Linked DNA regions of Mus musculus: all the other regions are linked to region 1. Evidence: chromatin contacts called from public Hi-C and promoter capture Hi-C data. All regions are on one chromosome and are shown on one strand. Each heading gives the region's core, a stretch centred on a gene start, on an enhancer-like site or on the middle of the called end of the contact. The rest is flanking DNA. Distances are from core to core; before and after follow the strand shown. Region 1 holds the start of Klhl36 (kelch-like 36). Region 2 holds the start of 6430548M08Rik (RIKEN cDNA 6430548M08 gene). Region 3 has its middle 33 kb from the start of Zdhhc7. Region 4 overlaps Crispld2 (cysteine-rich secretory protein LCCL domain containing 2). Region 5 overlaps Atp2c2 (ATPase, Ca++ transporting, type 2C, member 2). Region 6 holds the start of Crispld2 (cysteine-rich secretory protein LCCL domain containing 2).

Region 1 (3,450 bases), core at 405-2,904:
TAACACTAGTTAATGACACCAAACCTGGGCCCTTCACCTCTGCAGGAGACAAGGCCCAGATATGACCAGTGTTACACTTTCAGGTTCTCAGGAGGAAGTGGAGGGTGAGAGACAGTTGTGATTAATGAGTACCAACTCTGTTCTGGGCGTCATCCCCGGGGGCTTCTACGAGCCTTCATTAATTTTCTCCCATTTAACTCCACGAGACTATCCCCATCCTGTCCTTGATTCACAACTCAAGAGGTCACAACGGTGTGTGTGTGTGTGTGTGTGTGTGTGTGTGTGTAAAACAGCCCAGCCCACACAGCATCCAACAGTCGGAGGATGTTCAGGGCCTCCGGTTCCTCTGCGCCCACAGCTGTACTGTCTGGTCATAGGAGGGAGGAATCCACAAGGAGAAACCTCCCCTGAGGTCTGTGCTCTCACACAAACACGAGCAATACTGCTGTGCTGACCTTTCTGATCAAATCTATAGACCTGACACACGATGTCCCATAGTCTTTTAACTATGAGGCAGGCTTTGGAGGACTTGGAAGTCTAGGCGGACACTGGCAGGGGACACCCAGTTAGGAATAAACCTGTTGGGCTAAATTCAGAGAAATTCTGCTTATCCCTCTATCTTCTGGGGTGGGAGCTAACACCTGCAAGTCCCCTACTTACAACTCCCAAAGCCTCCCTCCTCCCAAAAGCCCCTCTCTTTCTAGAAGGCTGGAAAGTGCAGCCTCTCGCTTGTTTCATTAACAGCCCGTGGAGAAGAGTCTGTCTTTTCCTGTCTCAATTCTTTACCCCCTTTTCCTTATAAAACCAACATGGGCTGGAGCTACAAGACAAATTCCCCCCCCCTCCCAGTTCTGCTGAACCCACACGAAGAATCATTTTGTTTCCTACTGAACAAAGAGTCTCTGCTAAAGATAAGTCAGCTGGTTCTGAGATAAATGGGGAGAGCGAGGGGGCTCCAGTGTTCCCATGGAGGAAGAAGTCCGGACATTCCATCCTGTTCCGCTCTCTCTGGGAAAGAAGACACAACTGAATCTTTTCCAGAAAACTAGTAACTTTGTGACTAAGCTGTATCCAGGCAGGAACTCTCCCAGCTGCTGGGGGCCCAGAGAGAAAGGTACCAATCAGCATCTAATTACTGCATACCCCTGATTCTCCCGGTTCACCTTGGCGGTGTGAGAATGGGCACCACTGTTCCCACAGGGCTAAAATCGCACCGTGGGTGGGCAGGTGGCCGAGGGGCCCACCCAAGGTCACAGACAGGAAAACATAGATACCCTCTCTGCCCATCTACTTAGGGCGGCCAGCCAGGTCTCTAGTTCCTCACTGTCTGGAAGCTTTCTTTTCTAGGCCAAGGAATCTAGAGAGAGTTCTCCAGTGCCAGGCTCGCCTTAGTCTCCCGGACCATGTCTGTGGCGCCTAGCTGCGTGCAAGCAGGTGTGGTGAAGGTGCAGAGCCAGAGCCCCCCCACCCGGGATCCCCGGGAGCCAGCACGGAGCCCAGGCGGCACTCACCGTCCCGCGTCCCGCCCCGAAGGTGCTGAGGCGCCGAGGGAGGCGTGGGCCGCACCTGTGCACCCGCGAGCCCGGATCGCGCCCGCTTGCGAGCCGCTACCAGAGCAGCGCACACTGCGGGGCTACCGGGCCCGCCCGAAGCGCAGCCATCCCTCTGCAAGGAAGTGCGAGCCTACACTGTCAATGGCGGCTGGGGGGCGGGGCCGGCAGGCGGGCGAAAGGCGGGGTCTGCAGGATAAGGGGCGGAGCCTCGCCTGAGGGGCAGGCCTGTGAAGGCGGAGTGCAGCTTCAGAGGCGGGGCCTGAGGAGGCGGGAGGCAGGAGGTGTAGCCTTAGGGGCGGGGTCTGTGGATGGGAAGGAGCTGAGCTGGTCAAGATCTGTAAGAGACACCCAGGGTCCCTTACTATTGATGGTGCCTGGCTGTCCCCTAAGTAGGTCAGGCATGCGCCGCAGAAGCTTGCTGGCGCCCACGTCCCAGGCTCCAGGATATGAGGTGGCTCCGTGGGACAAACCTCAGGGTGGGTCGGGAACTCCGGGAAGGCTGTATCCTCCTCATCTTCCCTTGGCTTCTGCTCACTGATTCTGTCAAGAGGCCTTTGTTGACTACTCTGCTAACAGCCACACCCCCTACACTCTGGCCCGCTTTCTGCTTTCTCCATACCTTTATCCCAGTCTATTATTATTACTTGCCCCCCCCCCCCCAAGCTCAGGAGATTAAACCCAGAGCCTCAACCACCACTCCCCTCAACTTTGACCAAGTCGATTCAAAATATTTTAAATAATTCTTTCCTTTTTCTTCCCTCCCTCTCCTCTGCCTGTCTGTTTCTCTGTCTCTGTCTCACTCTCTCGTTCTCTCACTCTCTAGAGCTTTTGCGGCTCTCTTTTTCTCTGTCTCTTTCTTCTCCACTCGAAGCTGTCCAACAAACGTTACAATCCTTGCTGGGCTTTTATGGCAGGTACATACCCTCTCAGTAAACATCTGTTGATCTTAGATCATTGTTAATTCATCTAATAGTTATCAAACGTCACTCATAGCCTGGAAGAACCTTGAAGAGGTTCCTCTACGTGAAAGAATCTAGACACGAAGGACACTCCCAGCTGCATTTGGTGGCACACAGCTGTCATCTCAGCTCTTGGGAGGCTGAAGCAGGAAGATAAAGAGTTCAAGGCCAGCCTGGGCTTCACAGAGAGACGTCTCAGAAAAGCAAACCACTTGAAAACGAAATGCATAAGTAAAACGTTCAAACAGGAAAGCGGGAGAGCCAAGAAGCATGGTAGAGGATGCCAGGGGTGAGGGGGTTGGGACCGTTAACAAAGGAAAATTAGGGACTTTTGGGGGAAGATGATAAAAAAGTTTTGAAATGAGAATATTGTTAGTTGTATACCATGAGAGTATACATTTATGCCTATTATCTATTAAATTTACCTAGAATTTTTAAGAATTTTAAGGTAGATTAAACAGTTCTACTGTTGCTTCAGCTTATTGTCATAGACAGCCTAACATAAGCTATTTTAATAACGTGTACCTTCATATTAGTACCTGAGGTGTTGGGTTTGGAAAGCCAAACTAGAAGATGCACAGCCCTGAGGTGGGGGGCTGTAGTTAAGCCTTGGACCAACCTGGGAATCCACAGGTGACCTTGACCTGTAAAGCTAGCCTGGCCTCCTCCTGTCTCCCTAGGAACGTGGGGTGAACTGATCCCACTTGCTGCCTTTCCATAGCATTCATTCTGTTTCAGTTACAAAAGCAGTGAATGATGGCAAACCACACTGGATTGCACCTGCAATCCTAGCACTCAGGAGGCAGAGGCAGGCGGATCACCATAAATCTGAGGTAGGGCCTTGCTTTGTGGCCAGGGTTGGCTGGAATTCTTGGTCCTCCTGTCTCAGCCTCCTAAAGTCTGGGATTATATCATCTCTAAACAACAACAACAACAAT
Region 2 (3,450 bases), core at 461-2,960, 250 kb before region 1:
AAAGCAAGAGAACCGAGTGACAGGAGAAGTCATTCTCCTATTGTCATCCTGAAGTGGGGTGTCATTCAGCTTTCCATTCCTCTCTTTAGACGTGGTCTTGTTATACCGCCCAGGGTGACCTTGAACCCATGACACTCTTTTCTCCGCTTCTGGAGTACTAATAGTAAGTACAAGTCTATACCATTGCATCTGGCTTTTGAAATTTCATTTTTTAGTTGTTTTTATTGTTTAACTTTTTTGTATGCGTGTGACTAGGGGCTTGAGGAGGCGAGAAAAGAGCATCAGATTCTGTGAGGCTAGGGTTACAGGTGGCTGGGAGCCCCCTGAGGTGGGTGCTGGGAACTGAACTCTGGAGCTCTCAAAGATCAGAATATGCTCTCAAGGGCTGGCTGAACCGTCTCTTCAGCCCCTTGACGTTTCCTTTTAACTCGATGACTTTCCGCTTGTGAAAGGAAGACGAAGAAGGGAGAAAAGGAAAGAAAGCCGGGGTATTCACATGACTTGCCCACTCAATAGCTCTCTAGGGGCGCAGGGGGTTGGGAGGCTGTCCTCAGAGAAGCTCCCTCAGCGCCATTTGGGGTTATTCTAAAACCACTTACCTTGGAAGAAACAAACATTGCCATGAAGATAGAATGCATTTAGCATCTGCGGAGATAACTCACTTCAATTTCTTTAAGATTTGTGATGCGCGTATACTTGTGACATTCTCAAGAGATAGGAGTCCACTCCACATGAGCTGACACAGACCATCCAAAAGACAACCATCCCAAGAAACTTCTGGATTGCAACAGAGACTGAGCTAGCTCATCATCACCAACCAGAAATCACCAGTGTTTGAGGGGAAAAGAAAATCCCAGGTGTCAACTTTTTCCACGGAGCCCGTCAAAACAGCTTATCTGCCATCTTGGTCCTCAAAGGCCTAAACATCCCTACTTCTGACCACAGTGTGGAAAAGAGGGAAGGGATGCGGCTCACTAATGCCCGAGCCTCTTTGCCCTGTCTTGGGGTTCATGCTGTGTCGCTGTCCTGCTTTCAGGATTTGGGAGGGAGGCAGATCGAAGGGAATGAATCAGAACCTCAGCATCGGGTTACAGGCTGGATCCCAGCTGGGGCGAGGGTAGCCCGGCCTGCCAGCTGCCAGCTCACCTCTACCTCTGACTCACCACCGGGACAGCTCCACGTCGGGGGCCCAGCCCGTGCCAGCGCACCTGCGCCGGCAGAGCCGCGCTCCCGCTCACTCCGTAGGTCGCACCCGTGTGCGGCACTGGACTGGACCGCCGAGCCTGCTTCCTCCTCCCCTTGTCACCTTCCCACGTCTCATCAACCCTGCAACTCCGGGCGAGCGCAGACCCGTGCATGACTGGGTCCGAGTCTTCCCAAATCCTAGAAGCGGCCTCGGGGTCCGAGCCTTCCCAGCCCGCTCCGGCGCGGTCGTGGCCTCTGAGCAGCTCGCGGCCCTCCACTGAGACCAGCAGAATGACAGCCCTGCCCGCCGCACCGGCCGTCCAGCCGACCCGCCCACGCCGCCAGCGACCCCTCCTCACCGGTCCCGGCGCAGCCACGCCGCACAGCCCCTCGCGAGCGCAGCACCGCAGCCCGAGGCCCTCTCGCCGCGGCGGCCCGCGGGACCGGGCAGGGGGGCGGGCAGGACGCCGTCGGGTCTGCAGCTGCCGCGGATGCACCGCGCGACCAGCCGTGCCGGGTCCTTCTGAGGCGCGGCGGAGCGGGCTGTCAGTCAGCGGGAGCGCCCCGCCCCTTTAGGTGCACGTGACGCGCGAGCAGTCGGGCCCTTTGGATGTGTCGCGGAGAGAGTTGTCAGTCAACAGGGGGCGCCACGCCCAGTCCCACCCTCCTCCCCCGCGTGACGTACGAGTTCTCTGGAGCAAGCCGGGAGCCACGCCTCCAGAGCACCACGTGACTCGCGAGCTGTCACTTTTGCTGGGAGCGCCGGGCCTCGCTCAGCTCCTGTACGCAGGCGCGGGAGCGCCCCTTAGTCCCTGCGCCTCCCGACAGCCGCGCGGGTTCGCTCAGGAACAGAGTTCCAGCAGAGGATGACTAGGTCGCGGCGTTTTTGCGCGCAAAAGTGGTTTGGGAGAGGAAGGTGACCCTCGAGGCTGGTCTGGCCTGGGGTAGCAGAGTCCCAGCGTAGGTCCCGTGGACCCACACGCCTTTGAAGGCGCGAGTGGCCAGCTGAGTCCCGTTTGTCTTCCGAAAGGCGTGTCTTTAAGAGGCCAGTAGATTTGGCTCTTTTCATAAATAGGAGTAAGCACAACGTCCAGCCATTCAGCTTCTCCCACATCTCTTCAATAAAGAAATAACAAAGAGGCTGGGGGGTGGAGCTCAGGGGCGGGTCACTGCCTCTGAGTGGTCAAGGTCCTGACTCCCATGCCCAGCACCAGGGAGGAAAAGGAAAACTAAAGAAAACCAAGGCCGAACTTCTGGGATTTTTCTGAAGTCCTGAGGGTTAGGCAGGGGGCTGGAGTTCTGCCAATCAGGAAGATGATATAGATGGTGGTAACCGAGCACCTGCCCTTTGCTGACAACAGATGGGAAGATCTGTCCAACTAAGGCTTCTTGGGAAAGTTTAAGAGAGCCTTAGGAAAGGCTGGGAGCTAAAGTTCTTGGAAAGTTTAGGGACACGTGGCCACCCCAGGAGAAGGTCTCACACCTAGACGTCTGCGTGTGAGAACTTGGTGCCAGCTCTGGAGGGAAAGGGTGGGTGCTAGCCCTCATCCTTGTGTGGACACTAAGGACAGCTGCTCTGAACAGAGTCCAACAGACTATAGATAAGGCTCAGAAAAGTTGTAGAATGTGAGGGGACAGTGCCGGGGCTAAAGGAACCCTCCCCTGTTTCAGAGAAGGAAGATGGCACTAGGTACCAAGTTCTGTAACCCTGACCTCACCTAGACAGCTGTTGGGGAGCACTGAAGACAAATGTAGTCACTAAGGGATCCCATTCCATATTGAGGAACTCTACTTCTCCTCATGAGATTTAGTGGCATTTGCCCTGCCTTCTAATAGGCCTCTGACCTCCTCAGGAAGTTGGACAGAGGCAGATGACATGACATTTAAAAACGAGGAAGAACCTTCTGCAAGCCACAGACAAGTGAACTTGGTGTCAACCTAGGAAGTACTCAGGGTGGATGACTCAGATCATATCGGTGGCCCCTCTGAAAATGAAGCGCTGAGACACGAGACACAAGGAGCTAGATAATGAGGAGGCTGGGCTGTGTCTTGGTAGCTATGTTCTCCGGTGGTCAAGATGTTCCTCTGCAGGTAAACATCCTTGAATGTGCAGATAGGTTGTCCATTTTGTCAGAGACTAAGGTACCATAGGGCTTTCCCAGTTGCCACATGTGGGCATTAACAAAGATCTGCATCTTCAGAAGACCCCCACTTTATCATGCTATCATTTATATTGTGGTGGTGTGCCTCTCTGTGGGCTCTTCA
Region 3 (3,450 bases), core at 372-2,871, 210 kb before region 1:
AACCAAGACTACCAGCCCAGAGATGGTCCCACCCACAAGGGGCCTTTCCCCCTTGATCACTAGTTGAGAAAATGCCTTACAGCTGGATCTCATGGAGGCATCTCCTCAACTGAAGCTCCTTTCTCTGTGATAACTCCAGCTGTGCCAAGTTGACACAAAACTAGCCAGTACAGTTTTATTTAAATTCAAAATGGCCAGTCTGGTTGAACTGACAATCAAAGTGCTTGCCATTTGTACCCTTCACTGTCTGCTCTTCCTTTATGGAGGATGATGGGATAAGAATCCGGTTGAAGACCGAACTTGGTCTGCACTGACTTCAGTAGCACTGAGTCACTCAGATTTCTCTATCCAACAATCTCCATCTCAGCATCTACACATCAACACCCCAGCCTCAGTATCCCCACCTCAGCATCCCTACCCCAGAACCCCCACCTCAGCACCCCACCTCAGCATCCCCATCTTAGCACCCCACCTCAGCATCCCCACCCCAGAAACCCCACCTCAGCATCCCGCCTCAGCATCTCGCCTCAGCACCCCCCCTCAGTACCCCGCCTCAGCACCCCAGCCTCAGCATCGCCACCCCAGGAACCCCACCTCAGCATCTCGCCTCAGCACCCCCCTCAATACCCCACCTCAGCACCCCCACCTCAGCATCCCCACCCCAGAAACCCCACCTCAGCACCCCACCTCAGCACCCCACCTCAGCATCCCCATCTTAGCACCCCCACCTCAGCATTTCCACCCCAGAAACCCCACCTCAGCACCCCCCTCAGTACCCCACCTCAGCACCCAACCTCAGCATCCCCACCTCAGCACCCCCACCTCAGCATCCCCACCCCAGAAACCCCACCTCAGCACCCAACCTCAGCATCCCCACCCCAGAACCCCCACCTCAGCATCCTCACCCCAGGACCCCCACCTCAGCATCCCCACCCCAGAAACCCCACCTCAGCACCCCGCCTCAGCATCTCGCCTCAGCACCCCCCTCAGTACCCCACCTCAGCACCCTGCCTCAGCATCCCCACCCCAGAACCCCCACCTCAGCACCCTGCCTCAGTACCCCGCCTCAGCATTCCCACCCCAGAACCCCCACCTCAGCATCCCCACCCCAGGACCCCCACCTCAGCACCCTGCCTCAGTACCCCGCCTCAGCATCCCCACCCCAGAACCCCCACCTCAGCACCCCACCTCAGTATCCCCCTCAGTATCCCCCAGCACCCCTACTTCAGCACCCCCACTTCAGCATCCCCACCTCAGCACTCCCCTCTCATCATGACTGGCTTCAAGCTGTCTCAGTTTGGTCTCTGAAACCAAGGCATTCACTGGGACTTTGCCCTGATCCCCCCATAGCTGACAACAGTGTCTAGCAGTTGCATCACAGGTGCTGGGCACCTGTGGATATCTCTGTGGCTTTTGACTTCCACCGTGAGTGTGCTACTCACTCCGGATGCTTTAGAGGAAAGCAATTACACCAAGGGTGGGCTCCCTGGTGTGTGGCACGTGTGAGCTCTGCAGTCCCAGTATGAGGCCTGAGAAAGAAGAAAAAGAAAGACAAGCACCTTCGTAAGTTCACCCTGACAAGGGAGAGGAAAACACCCGGCTGCCTCTGTCAGCACCGCACAGGATGACTCTGTGGCATCAGCTTCCCCTTGGTAAATGTCACGGGAGCATAAGTCTGGCCTGCGAGATGTGCTACAGATGAAGGAGATGGCACAGTTCCACACCCCCGCCTGGCACAGAGGCCCTGGGGTGCACAGGTGGGCTCGGGGCCATCGCAGCATCGCATTAGCCTCATGCCTTTCTGGTCAGGTGGGTGAGGAGGAATTGGAGACAGAGAAGCCTGTGCCCAAGCTCAACAGTGCCGGAAGGTCCCTCCCAGCCTCTGGACTGCAGCCTGGCCTCCTGCTTGCCTCTTGTTAACGAGCAGAGTGGCAGGTGGTGGATTGCTTACAGATCACAAGGGGCCAAAGGCAGCTAAAATGAGCCAGTGGGGCCAGGACCTCATTTAGACAGATGTGTGGGATGACGTTGGATCCAGGCCACAGCTGAGTGAGCAGCAGGCAGGAAGTTGATCGGGGTTGTTCCAGGCTGGACAATGTCTTCCCGAGTGGAACTTAAATCCGCTCGGTGAAGAAGACACAGTACTTGGAGAGAGGCCCAGGTCTCCAGCCAGTGACCCTGGGCTACACATAGCCTGACCCAAATAGAACCACAGGAGAACAGGGCTGCAGCAAGGCTCGGCCACAGAAACTTCCAGACCTTGTCCAGACCAGGAGGCAGAAGGACCCTGCTTCCTTTCTCTTCTTTCCTTTCTTTCTTCCTTTTTTGATAATTTTTGCATTAGTTGATTTTTTTAATCTCTGTGCCCCCAGTGCCTGACCGAATCAAGGGAGAAACAGTTGGTTAGACTCATGGAGGCTTCCAAGGGCTTCCATCCATCACATGAGAAGTCATACTTGGATCATGGCTGTGGGAGGCCACGGGGAGGCTCTTCACATCACACTGACCAGGAAGAAAAGAGGACAGGAGGCCAATAGGGTGGTGTGCTTTTAAGGCCATCCTCCTACTTTCTCCAGGTCAGCTTGCCCCTAAAAGCTCTACCACCTCTTCATATTAGTGTCACTAGCTGGGAACCCAGCACTCAGAATGAGGTAGCATTTTAGGTTCAAACCAAACAGTCGCTTTATATTTTGATATTGTATGACTTCCTGAGGCAATGTGAACAAATATCCATTCACCCTAGATATGGCACTGTCAACAGATTCACCAAAGTCTAGCACGGTGAACCAGTGAGATTTCCAGGGTCACAGGAGTATGGGTGACTCAGGTAGCTGCTACACTGAACAGCTCAGCATGGGTGATGCCTCCAAACTGAATTCTGGGTTGGGGTTGGGGCCCTGAGCAACTTGCAGGCAGCTCTGCGGAAGAGTGTCCTCCAGCAACTGTGTGTTGCTCATATAAGCATGGGGTGGAGCCTTGGGCATCTTGGAACTTTCTAAGCTTCTGCCATTGAGTCTTAGGAGCCTCCATCTTCTGTGGCAGAAAGACTGTTTCCCTTCTGAGGAAAAGGCTATGCAGCAGATAAATTTCAAACCCACAGAAAATGAGTTGAACCGGCTAGTCAGCCTCGCTCAGACTCACTGGAGGTTTAGATGGTGACCCTCTCTGCATCACTCACAGCCCTTCGGCCACAAGTATACATGTGCACATACATGGATTTTTCTCAAGCCACTGGATGGCAGGTCGTAGCCACACACGCTCTTGCACACAGGCACTTCTGTGGACAACTCCAAGATGCGAGGCGCTCTCAGAACCAACTTAAGATCTAACTGGGGGTCAGCACTGCAGCAGTTAGTTCCAGTATCAAAGGCTTGTCACTCTGCTTCACACTCAAGTGTGGACAACTGTCTCAAATGGCCCTGAAAGCTGTTTCCTTTTCTAACACATGGC
Region 4 (3,450 bases), core at 513-3,012, 190 kb before region 1:
CTACCATAGTGAAACTGTCTCAAACAAATAAACATTTAACCCAACTAGGGGGAGAGATTTGTTCAGACTCCCTTAGGGTTTTTTTCTTTTCTTTTTTTTTTTTAAAGAACCATTTGTACTTTGCTCCTGTGAATGTGTGTGGTGCCTGTGGAGACCAGAGATCTCTTGAACGGCCTGTGAATAGTGAGAACTGAGCGCAGGTCCTCCGGTAGAGCAACAAGATCTGTTAACCACCAAGCCACCTCCCCAGCCTTTTGATTGGGGGGATGGTGTTCTGTTTTATTTTTTAACCCCCTTCCCTTTTTTTTTTTTTTTTTTTTTGGTCTAAGAAATATTTGGCTGGAGCACGCAACCCTGTTTGTGTTTGGCTAGCACTCACCGGCAATCTGCCCCATGCTCAGGACTGGGGTGGGATTCCACCTTCTCTAGAGTAAAGCTGTTTACAGAAGCATGCTTCATTTTACAGTGGGTTTGGACCAGGCTCCTAAGTGATGGGAGCCAGGGCTCACCACACTCTTGGAGCCTGGGGATGCTGGCAGGCACTGAGGGGTTCTTCCTGTGTGTCCCGGGCCCCTCTTTCTGGTGGCTGGTGTGTCATGGGTGGTTTTACAACCACAGGCCACTCCATTAACCCCCATGAGGAATGTGCCAGGAATCTACTCCTCCCACAGCTTAAAAACTAGGTCACCCAAACCAGGGGGAAGTGACGTTCAATTGTCACTCTTGACGGCGGCTGGGAGGCAGCCCTTATTCTAAGAAGTGAGAAGACATCTGAGACCTGGAGCCTCTTGCAAAGCCAAACCCCAGAGGAGGACACCTAGATCTGCTGAGGGTGGGGCAGATGCCACAGGGTCAGGGAATGGTAGGGAAGGCTCCTGATGTATTGGTCCTCCATGAGACCAAAGGTCATGTGAGAAAAGGCCACACAGACAAGGACAAAGACAAGATAAATCTCTGGAGTGCTACCAACTTTAAATAGACCAGCTCTGCTGGACTTATAAGCACGTGACTGCCAAAAAGGTTGGGGAATGTGAGCACGGATAGACACCACCAGGGCAGAGCCCAGGTCTTGCTCGGGGCTTCTCCCTGCAGCCCATCTGTCTGACCAGCAAACACAGACCCCATTTCTCTGTCGGTAGGACGGACTGTAACCTTATAGCTGTCGACTCTTGTCACCCAGACAAGAGCCCCATTCATGACATATCTCAAACCTGTATCCTCAGGGTTCGAAAGCCTTCCCCCTCCACCACCAAAGAAAACATGGCAAGGAGTGTCTCAGTGAGCAGCTCCTGAGAGGAGGTGAGCCACCAGATGGGGACCGCCACCTGGCCAGCCTGGGCACTGGTTGTCCAGCCAAGAGACTCCACGGCACGCTGCTCATGAGGGGGAAGGTGCTCGGTCACCCTCACCAAAGGCCATGGAGGCCCAGGACGTTCAATGACACCAAAAGGAAGATTCCTGACTCTCTGTCACCCCCCACCCCCAAAGGACAAAGTACAGATAAAAAGCAGGACCCCGAATCCCAGTAGATGACACCCCCTTCTCCCCAGGTCGCCAAATTCACTGCCTGACGGCGAAGATCCGGAAGGCGTTTCCGTTCTGAGGAGTGTTCAGGCTGCAAGAGAAGAGGGAGAAGGAAGTTAGAAGAGAAAGCTGTGGGCAAAGGAATGGCCGATAGGGCCAATGTGGTAAGGTCAGAGCCCACAGAAGTCACACCCAGCTGGACGAGCCCACATGTGCCGACAGGAAGCTGTGGTGTGAGCCCAGGCTGAGGTTGCGGAGCGACTCTCTGGGTTTTACTGACACCTGTCTCAGACATCTGGTTGACAGATGATTTAAGGGGTGGCTTGAAGGGAACACACACCCGAATGCTACCCAAATATGCCATCATGGGTCTGCTATCCTTTCCAGGCAGGGCTATTGTTACTGTCGGTACATACAGGGGAGGAATCAAGAGAGGCACACGGTTAATCAAAACCACATTCTTCCGATGGGAGACAAGTCCTTCAGGCCCTTGGTTGGTTTTTGAGATGGGCCTTATGCAGCCTAGGTTTATCTCCAACTCGTTATATAGATGAGATGACCCTGAACTCCTAATCCTGATGCCTTCCCCTCCCAAGTGCCACCACCCCCAGTTTATGCCATGCTGGGAATTGAACCCCAGGCTTCATGCATGCCCGGCCAGCTAGGCAAGCACTGTGCCACTGAACTACGTTCCTAGCTCTCAACCAGATGTTGAAAACACCGTTACAGAACTATACTGCCCTGTGAAACTCAGCCATGTCCTCTGGCCTCTACACCAGCACCTAGGTATACACACCCACGAAATGAGGAAGCATTAAAAGGGGTCCTTCCGGCTCCCCCCCTTCTGTGCTGGCACCTCTGCCTCTGTGAATTTGTCTGTTCTGGAAGACATGTGCTTTCCACCATCAGAGGTGTAAGCTTGGGAGGTGGATTGCTATCAACCTACATTCACCTTTTAAAGGCTTCTCAAGTGGCCACATTGTGTCTGTGCCTACCCACAATGCATTGAGCATTTCAGATGCTCTGCAGCCCCACTGACAGCTGTTGTCTTATGGCCGCTGTGCAGATACTCTGGGTACCCTGGCCTGAATCTGCATCTCCATTGCTTTGGTGTGCTGAGTGACTCTCCCTGGTCCAGAAGCTGTCCCTGGAGCATGGCTGGGCAGATGGATTTCCTGGTGTGGGCAGTTCTTTTTAACGTGGTAGTAGGGATGGAACCTAAGACCCTGTGCATGCCAGGCAAGCACTCTGCCACCGAGATACAGCCCAGTCTCATCTCCAAAGTCCCCAACTGGGTTACCGTAATGTTGAGTTGTAAGAGTTCACACACAGGCCACGTTCCCATTTGCAGGCACACACATGCTCACACACACACACACACACACACACACACACACACACACGAGCTATGAAATCCTTTAGTACATACACAATTTGGAAAACTGTTCTCCCATTCTGTAGCTAGACTTCCGGCCTCTCTTCCTCCCTTCCAAACCTGAACCCTACCTCTCTTTATTACTCTCCTTCCTTCCTTTGAGAGGAAGTTTATCTTCTCACAGGTCTAGGGCCTGGTCACAGAGGTCTCCTGTAAGGCCACTCTCTTGTCTACAGACAGCCAGGATTTTGTTGTTACAGAAAATAACAGCTGTAGCCCTGGCTGGCCCGGAACTCTTTCTGTAGACCAGGAGAGCCTACAACTCAGAGATCTGCCTGCCTCTGCCCCCAGAGTGCTGAGATCAAAGGCGAGCAACAACGCCCAGCTCCTAGCCAGGCCTCTTGCTGGTGGCCACACAACCTGCTCTCCGAGCTTACTTACTTGGTTCTACTTTTCTGTCGTCTCTTAAAACTTATTTTTATTTCATGTGTGTTCCCAAGTGTTTGCATGCACACTATGTGTACGCATGCCCAGGAGGACAGAAGAGGGAT
Region 5 (3,450 bases), core at 359-2,858, 150 kb after region 1:
AGAATCCCATACTACCTGACCTTCCCTGCCCCATGCCTCCTCTGTGACCCCAGAGTGATGTTTGCCTGCAGCAAACAGCCTGCTGTTCCCATGTGGAACCCTGAGGCAACAGCCCAAGACACAGAGACTTCTCAGAGAAGCTTCCTCCAGCAGCAGGCTCAGGCTGGAACCTACAAAGGACAAATATGGTCTCCCATGGAAGACACAGGCTCAACAGCTCTGTCCCGTTCTCTCTGCCTCCCCGTCTGTCCAGCACAGAGGCCCCATTCATTTCACTTAGACCCCAGGAATCTCTGTCCTGTTCTGGGACTGATATCACGTGGGTTCCTCCAACATATTTGTGAGAAACTGACCCCTGCCTCAGTTTCTTTCTCTGAGTAATAAGGCCCATCACAGCAGAGGCATCACAGAACTGCAGTGGGCTATTGGACAAAAGGAAAGGGAAGACCCAAGAAGTCCCAAATCTAGGTGATGAGGGGACAGCAGGATTCCTTTCAGAAACTAAGGTCCTAGAGAAAGCACCAGGCTTAATAAACAAAGAGTACAGGGGCCCTGTCACCTCTGACATCTAGATAAACAGTCAGGAATTCCTTTGTGCATATTAAAACTGAGATACACATCTACTGCAAAAAAAATTTACTCAAACTGAGCTTATATGTGCATTCTCAGCACTTGGGAAGCTGAGGCAGGAGGATTGCTAAGAATTCAAGGCCAGTGTGAGTTACATAGCAAAGTCCTATTTTAAAAAAAAAATACAGTGATTTTTTTTAAAGCCATAAGTCTTGTGTGTGTGTGTGTGTGTGTGTGTGTGTGTGTGTATATCTTGCAATGACACTAGGTGTGAAGAATTTGAGAGACACTGAAAGATGTGTGGTACTGTCTTGATGGAGCCATTGAACTCTATGATAAAATGGAGGGGTCACAAGCTAAGAACAGCAGGTGGCCTCCCGGAACTGGGAGAGGCAGGGAAATAGTCCCCCCAACCCCCCAAACCAGCACAAGAAGCCACCCTGGTCAGACTGACTTTTGCATGTGAGACCCAGGTTGGCCTCTGTCCTCCAGGCACTAAGGAACACATGGGTGTAGCTTGGAGTGGTGGAAGTTTGTGTTAGGTCAAAGCAACAATGGTATTGCTGAGCTCCATGCTCCAGCACCTCCCTGTACTCAGACACTCAGTCCTGCTGACCAATACACAGGTCTCCCACACCGCTCCACTGGCCTCCTGGGAGAGGGGGCGGCCACAGTCTCACTTAATGCAGGAATGTCAGCATCGTACACGCAAAATGGAAGGTGCTATAACATGAACGCCAGTGACCATGGTAGCTGCTTGCACAGCTGTGCACAAGGAGGCAGTCAGAAGGTATAGGCACAGGAGCAGGCAGGGAGTGGCAGTCACAGCACAGGATGTCCCTTACGGTGGCACCACCCTCCTCCCTACAGAGGCCAGTGCCTGTGCAGCGGCCTCTGCAGCCAACGTGATTCTACCCTAACCATGTTTCGTTGGCTTCTTCCCTTATTTCCCGGCTTCCCGGCTTCCTCCTGAATGCAGAGAACCCTGCCCGCTGCCTGGGAGACCACAGTTCCTGTGCTATGCCAAGAAATTACGCAAGCACCTCCGCTTAAATCAACAAGGAAAAACACAAGGACAAAGATAAGTCATCCAAGAGCAAGAGGAAGCGGGGCCCGCCTTTTTCTTAGCATCTCCGAGTGAGAAAGGACTTTCTATGTACAAGATAAAACTCAGATTAAGAAACGCATTCAAATCCTGGATATAAAGGAGAATGGGCTTCCTAACACACAGGGTGAGCACTGTATGCTATGCAGCATCTGGAGATAAAACTGCTGCAGGAGAAATGTGAGTCTCTGGCCTGTGAAAGCGGAAAGCAACCGTCCATTCGGCTCTTTTTTAAACGAAAACTGGAAAAAGGATGTGGACTAAGGCTGCCAATCCCATGATAAAGCCGAGGATATCCACACACTAGCTCTGGTGCCAGGGAGAGCTTAACTCTCACACACAGCTGTGGGGCATGAACCAGGACAGTCCCCATTGCAGGGTATGGGATGCCATTTATGTTGGAAATGCTCTGCTCATGTCTTGTTCAGACAGACCTTCTCTCAGAAGGGTTTTTGCAGAGCCTCGCTGTTTATAACAGTTCCGGGTTAGCACCAACCCACACACCCACTGATGGGCTGACTGGCCAACCAGGAGACCACCAGGACGCATGGCCCAATGCTGACCCTGAAAGAAGACCTCTCCGAGTTCCCCGATTGAAAAAGTTAACTGTACATTGAAGAATACCTGCCACAGCCAGGCGTGCAAATCACAAGCAGCTGTCTGGACCCTCACATGTGTATGCGCCTGAGTGAGCACTGCCCAGAACCAGGATGGAACGTACAGGTCCCAGAATCCCCCTGGCACTGGGCATCTCTCACACACTGCCTTCCAGAAATATTAAATTCTGCTTTATACATGAATCTGCTCTGCCTGCTCCAGAAACCCAGAGAACTGTCACACCCAGGGACCCCAGCCCTCCTGTTGTCTTTGTGAGAGTGGCTGTTTATCTACCAGCGACTGCAGGTTACTCTCTGTCGCTTTGTGGGACCACGGGTGTTTCATTCCATCAGTATATAGTATATAGCAGTCTGGTTTGGCGATTTATTAGTTGACTGGAGGGGTGGGCATGTAGGCTGCGCCCAGTTTGGGCTGTTATGTCATAGGCACACAAAACTATGAGTTCCCACAGCAGGTGTTTAGCTATAATGGACATTTCCACAGAGTCTTCCCCAAACAGTGGTGCCGTTAATGAGAGATAAAGAAGGGAAAAAGACGTGTGGGCTGCTGTCAAGAAGGTGACCCATACAAAACACGGAGGAAAAGAAGGTGGAAGGAAAATGCTTCTGCCAGAATCCACCAGTCAGTGGGGACTCTAGTGGCCTTTGAATTTGGGAACCTGGTAGCTAAAGGCAGGGACAATGTGGAGTGGTTTTGTGCTTTTGTGAGTCCTGAACTACGTGTAAGAGTTACTGATTCAAAGTGGGAGGCAGTCTTGCCTTGCCTGGGGGCGGGAATAGACAGAGGGGCAGCTGCTTCCCCAGAAAGAAAGGCTGAGAGACCATAAGACCCAGCTCTCTAGGGAAAGGGGCTTATGAGAAAAAGCTCCCATTCTTCCCCAGCCAGCCCCGAGGGTATGCTGCAGGGCAGAGAGCAGTTCTTGAAGAGCCTCAGGTCCTACGCACCCTGAGAGGCAGGTCTCCTGAGAGGCAGGTCTCCTGAGAGGCAGGTCTCCTGAGAGGCAGGTCTCCTAGCAGGCAGGTCTCCTGACATAGTGTACGTGTGGTAGAGAAAGGAAAGGGACAGATTTTGCAAGCGAGTCCAGTAGGGCCCGGTGCTTTTTAGTATCAAGTGGGAAAAATTCCTCAAGGCAACAACCCAGGGAGCTGTGGCTAGAC
Region 6 (3,450 bases), core at 455-2,954, 130 kb before region 1:
GTCTTCACTTCTCTCTAGGAGCCTCGTCCAGATGTTTGTCCAGGACCCCTTAGATAAAGCCCCCTCTGTGAAGGTCAGGTTGAAGACAGAGGCAGTAGTGGATATATAGCTGTCTTTTAAAAGGCAGGACCTACAAGCCGTGGGTGTTAGAGTCCAGAGCCAGGCCCACCTATGGGGGTATAATCACAAGTCACTCTCCACTTCCAGCCCAGATTCAAGACTCTGAGCCACTGACCCAGGTCCCCAGCCACCGCTCCCAAGTCAGGCACTGTAGCGCCACACCTGCTATTCCTCCTGGAGGTGAGGTGAGGACGGTGGCAGATAGAGGATGCCAAGTGATGCTGTACATCCCTCAGTTCCTTTGTGGCAAGCAGCGTGGTCCAGCCTTGTTCTGCAGGGCTGTCAGACTCCAGACCTGATGTGCGGAGTGTAAGATCATCTGGAGAAGGCAGGACTACCCTACTTCCTCAGGGCAAGGAGCCCAGGTCTAACAGTGGACATTTCCAGCCCCGCTCTTGGCTCCAGGAAAGCCAGGCATCCAGACAGCCTCTCACACGGGCTTAGTCACCGTAGCAACTCACCTTTCCCTGGAAAGAGGGCCAGTTCAAATTGCACTGCAGCAACAGGCATCTGGCACCAAGTCTATACCCCAAAGGAGCTGATCTTGGCTTTCCTCATCTGGGGCCAATACTCCTGACAGGAGGACTTAATTCAAGATGCCCACTTTAGGAAAAGACCCTGTCATGTGTTCCCTAAAACAGTCTCTAGAAGAGTTGCTATAATCCCGACAACTCAGGAAACTGAGACAGAAGGATTCCTATGGGCCAGAGTCCAGACTGTGCTACACCTGGACACGTCCCTGGGAAGCCTTGGAGGCAGTCGGAGGTGGCTTCCAGACCTGTCTCTGCTGTAGTCCAGCTCACTTTACCTCTCTGACCCTCCATATTTTATCTGAAATAGGGTTAGGAGACCCCCTCACCACAAGCCTGTTGCCAATGGAAAAGGGGTGTGGCTCTGTCATTTGGAACCAAAGGCACTTACCTGCCCCTGTGATCACCTGAACCTTACCCTCACAGAGTGAAAGACCCCTCTAACGCAACCAAGCCATCATCGAGCCAGTTATCGACGCCCACTGACAACACACTACCGCCCCAAATGGTGGCAAATTGCCTTGGGTGGGCAAAAGAGCGCGCCTCAGTGAAGCGCGAAGCAGCTTCGTGCAGCCAGGCTAGGGATCCCAGCTCCAACGGCTTCCTAACCGCGAGTCAGTCCCGGGCAAAAAGCTTCGTAGTTGAGCCTCAATTTCTTCATCTGAAAAGGATCTTGCAGGTAAGGGCTCTGCAGAACGGCGGCACACAGCCCTGAACAGCCCTGAAGCACCGCGTCTGCCTTAGTCAGGGCAAGAGAGTCGAAAAAGGACAGAAAGAGGAGACATTGCAGCCGAAGCAGTGAGGTGGCTAAGAGTTCGAGAACAGCGTAGGCTACGCGACAAGACCTGTTCTCCTACAGACAAAAGAACAGCGGGACCGAGTCCCTCTCACCTGTGCGGAACTCTGGCCTCAACCTGGGGAGCGCTGGGCAAGCAAGTTGCAGATCTGGAACCTTGCGGATGCTGGGCGCTCTGAGTGGGTCCAGGACTTGAGCGCGGCCCCTAGTAGCTTCTTAGAGCATCCTGAGCCACGCCCCCCAAGTCCACAGGCAGCGCTGATTGGGCTGCGAGGCGCCGGCCCCGCCTCCTGTTTTCGGGAGGGTGGAGGCACTGAGGACCACGATGCGCAAGGAGCGCGCGGCCCCTAGCCGTGACCATAAAAGTAGTTTTCATTGAGCTCTTTCTGCGTGCGGCAGGCTGGGCACCCCCAGACAGTCCGTGGCCTGTGGACCCCACCCGGTTCTACTACTCAAGTGAAGGACAGGACAAAAGACCACCGGGAAGCACGTGCTGAGCCGGGGTGTGCGCATTTATCCGCCACGACCTATTCCCAAACTAGGAGGATCTCGGGGGTTCCCAGCAATTTAGGGAGGAGGCTATGTCCCACTTCTGTGGAGAGATTATCCCGCCTCCTCAAGAACCCCAGGGTGAGGTTCCAGTAAGCTTAGTACCACGTGCCCCAGGGCATTTGGCGTCTACCTGGAGCAAATAACCCGAGGTTAGAATCCGGGAAATTACTTTAGGTAAAGGTTGACACCCAAACCCTTAAGGGCAAGTGAGGGAATGAGCGGGAAGAGCTAAGAGATCCCCCAGAACACTCTCAGTCACTTAAAGTGGGACTGGAGAAGACCACCCATCCAAAGAGGCACCTCCCACTAACACCTCCACAAATACTACCAGGAGCAGGTACAGCCGAGCCCGCTGGGGTTCCTCGTGACATGTTGGGGAACCTGGATTACAACCAGAGATCTTTACCCAAGTCCTTGACGCAGCACTGCGCAGATAAAGATTCAGATATGTTAATATTTTTCATTTTAAATCCCGTCCTTAATGCTCAGTTTTGGAAGCATCCATCATCAAGCGACCTGCACTCACTTGCTACACCCTAAGCTGTCTTCCAAGTACCAGAGGAGTCAGTGCTGATTAACAGGGCTGATTAGCAGCCCTGGGGGTGACCCAGGACAAGGCCAGTGAGGGTGGGCCCTGTGCTCCATGTGCCATTCTCTGGTGCTGACGATCTGGCCTGACCACCCTCAGACGCCAGCATCCCTATTCTCCTCAGTGAAGGGACTGACCAACACAGAGATTCCTGCACGCATCTCTGAGTCACAGGTCTCCAAAGTGCACGTGCCCACTCTGTTGCCAGTGTCCGTGACCATTAAGCCTTGAATGCAAAACAGGATAAACTGGGTCCTGTTACCCACCCAGGAACGGGAAGTGATGAGGAACAGGGCTTTTCTGGGACCCAGCATTTGGGCAGGAGTGGCTTGTCAGTAATAGAAGTCCCAGGCTCTGAGTGGCCCCACCACACCGCCCTGCTGACGCTTTTCATGACAACCTTGCAAAGCTCCTTGATGGCTCCGTGGGACTCTTAGACACCCCTCCCCACCGAAGCATTCTACATGCCTATCATCATCAGGTCAAACCAACATGCCAAGTCTCCCTCAGTCTGGCCATCCCAGAACCTCCAGCTCTTCTTCCTACTCTTCCTCAGTTTCCCCTTTCCCTCCCCTGTGTGGCCTTCTCGTCTAACCTACCCCATTTCTCCTTCACCAGAAGAGTATCAGGAGCTATGCGGGGGAACTTCAAGGGCATCTTCTGGTCAGCCTCTCACGGCCCAATGGAAAGGGGCCTCTGGTTACAGATGGGGACATTGGGTACAAGCAGGTGAAGGCACTTGTCCAGGATCTCCTGGTTGTCCATTGGTGAGACTGGGATCCCAACCCAGGCAGCCTGTGCCGGAGCCCCTACTATATTTTAATGTATCTTGCCAAGATTGCTACATTGAGATCTAATTACCT

What was found. Promoter capture Hi-C pulls out the DNA fragments that hold promoters and counts their contacts. Hi-C and Micro-C count contacts between places; a contact is called where the count stands out from the background.
Region 2: a contact with region 1 is called in a promoter capture Hi-C map of stem cell-derived epiblast-like cells, with 3 times the contacts expected there. The contact joins the promoter of 6430548M08Rik here to the promoter of Klhl36 in region 1. A contact is called at or near these places in 15 of 39 promoter capture datasets (the C10 cell line, the SN4741 cell line, cranial neural crest and 10 more), 7 of 484 Hi-C or Micro-C datasets (B cells, CD4 T cells, Sertoli cells and 3 more), 4 of 115 datasets of contacts at active chromatin or transcription factors (embryonic hindbrain, embryonic stem cells and memory CD8 T cells) and 3 of 9 other capture datasets (adipose tissue, liver and pancreatic islet).
Region 3: a contact with region 1 is called in a Hi-C map of regulatory T cells, with 2.0 times the contacts expected there. The contact joins the enhancer-like site here to the promoter of Klhl36 in region 1. A contact is called at or near these places in 9 of 39 promoter capture datasets (3T3-L1-derived adipocytes, the C10 cell line, cranial neural crest and 4 more), 1 of 15 datasets of contacts at CTCF or cohesin (large pre-B cells), 15 of 484 Hi-C or Micro-C datasets (3T3-L1-derived adipocytes, B cells, the Ba/F3 cell line and 10 more), 2 of 115 datasets of contacts at active chromatin or transcription factors (regulatory T cell precursor and stem cell-derived neural progenitor cells) and 2 of 9 other capture datasets (adipose tissue and liver).
Region 4: a contact with region 1 is called in a Hi-C map of granulocyte-monocyte progenitors, with 3 times the contacts expected there. The contact joins the enhancer-like site here to the promoter of Klhl36 in region 1. A contact is called at or near these places in 1 of 39 promoter capture datasets (cranial neural crest), 2 of 484 Hi-C or Micro-C datasets (granulocyte-monocyte progenitors and regulatory T cells) and 3 of 115 datasets of contacts at active chromatin or transcription factors (embryonic stem cells, memory CD8 T cells and regulatory T cell precursor).
Region 5: a promoter capture Hi-C map of liver shows a contact between it and region 1. The contact joins the enhancer-like site here to the promoter of Klhl36 in region 1. A contact is called at or near these places in 4 of 39 promoter capture datasets (the C10 cell line, cranial neural crest and liver), 5 of 484 Hi-C or Micro-C datasets (LSK cells, bone marrow-derived macrophages, female germline stem cell-derived STRA8 germ cells and 2 more), 8 of 115 datasets of contacts at active chromatin or transcription factors (bone marrow-derived macrophages, craniofacial prominence, embryonic stem cells and 3 more) and 2 of 9 other capture datasets (macrophages and pancreatic islet).
Region 6: a contact with region 1 is called in a promoter capture Hi-C map of liver, with 2.3 times the contacts expected there. The contact joins the promoter of Crispld2 here to the promoter of Klhl36 in region 1. A contact is called at or near these places in 7 of 39 promoter capture datasets (cranial neural crest, embryonic stem cells, liver and 3 more) and 3 of 9 other capture datasets (adipose tissue, liver and pancreatic islet).

What each region holds. Positions count from the first base shown.
Region 1 is chr8:119,860,509-119,863,958 of GRCm38.p6, reverse strand. Klhl36 (kelch-like 36) reads right to left here and starts at 1,654. Exons shown (of 5, transcript NM_146219.1): 1 at 1,512-1,654.
Region 2 is chr8:120,112,412-120,115,861 of GRCm38.p6, reverse strand. It overlaps 6430548M08Rik (RIKEN cDNA 6430548M08 gene), which reads right to left and starts at 1,710. Exons shown (of 13, transcript NM_172286.4): 1 at 1,545-1,710.
Region 3 is chr8:120,066,617-120,070,066 of GRCm38.p6, reverse strand. No RefSeq gene overlaps it. Among named protein-coding and RNA genes, the nearest start is that of Zdhhc7, 33 kb to the left of the region's middle. Within about 2 kb of position 1,621, at least 49 of the 459 cell types and tissues checked have an H3K27ac peak or open chromatin away from gene starts, as enhancers often do. A contact at or near this core is called in adipose tissue, regulatory T cells and regulatory T cell precursor, where this site is marked.
Region 4 is chr8:120,048,448-120,051,897 of GRCm38.p6, reverse strand. Crispld2 (cysteine-rich secretory protein LCCL domain containing 2) reads right to left here. Exons shown (of 15, transcript NM_001310635.1): 15 at 1-1,615. The coding sequence ends at 1,561. Among named protein-coding and RNA genes, the nearest start is that of Zdhhc7, 51 kb to the left of the region's middle. Within about 2 kb of position 1,762, at least 90 of the 459 cell types and tissues checked have an H3K27ac peak or open chromatin away from gene starts, as enhancers often do. A contact at or near this core is called in granulocyte-monocyte progenitors, memory CD8 T cells and regulatory T cells, where this site is marked.
Region 5 is chr8:119,713,474-119,716,923 of GRCm38.p6, reverse strand. All of the region lies in intron 1 of Atp2c2 (ATPase, Ca++ transporting, type 2C, member 2), which reads right to left. Among named protein-coding and RNA genes, the nearest start is that of Atp2c2, 15 kb to the right of the region's middle. Within about 2 kb of position 1,608, at least 55 of the 459 cell types and tissues checked have an H3K27ac peak or open chromatin away from gene starts, as enhancers often do. A contact at or near this core is called in liver and pancreatic cancer cells, where this site is marked.
Region 6 is chr8:119,990,692-119,994,141 of GRCm38.p6, reverse strand. It overlaps Crispld2 (cysteine-rich secretory protein LCCL domain containing 2), which reads right to left and starts at 1,704. Exons shown (of 15, transcript NM_001310635.1): 1 at 1,542-1,704.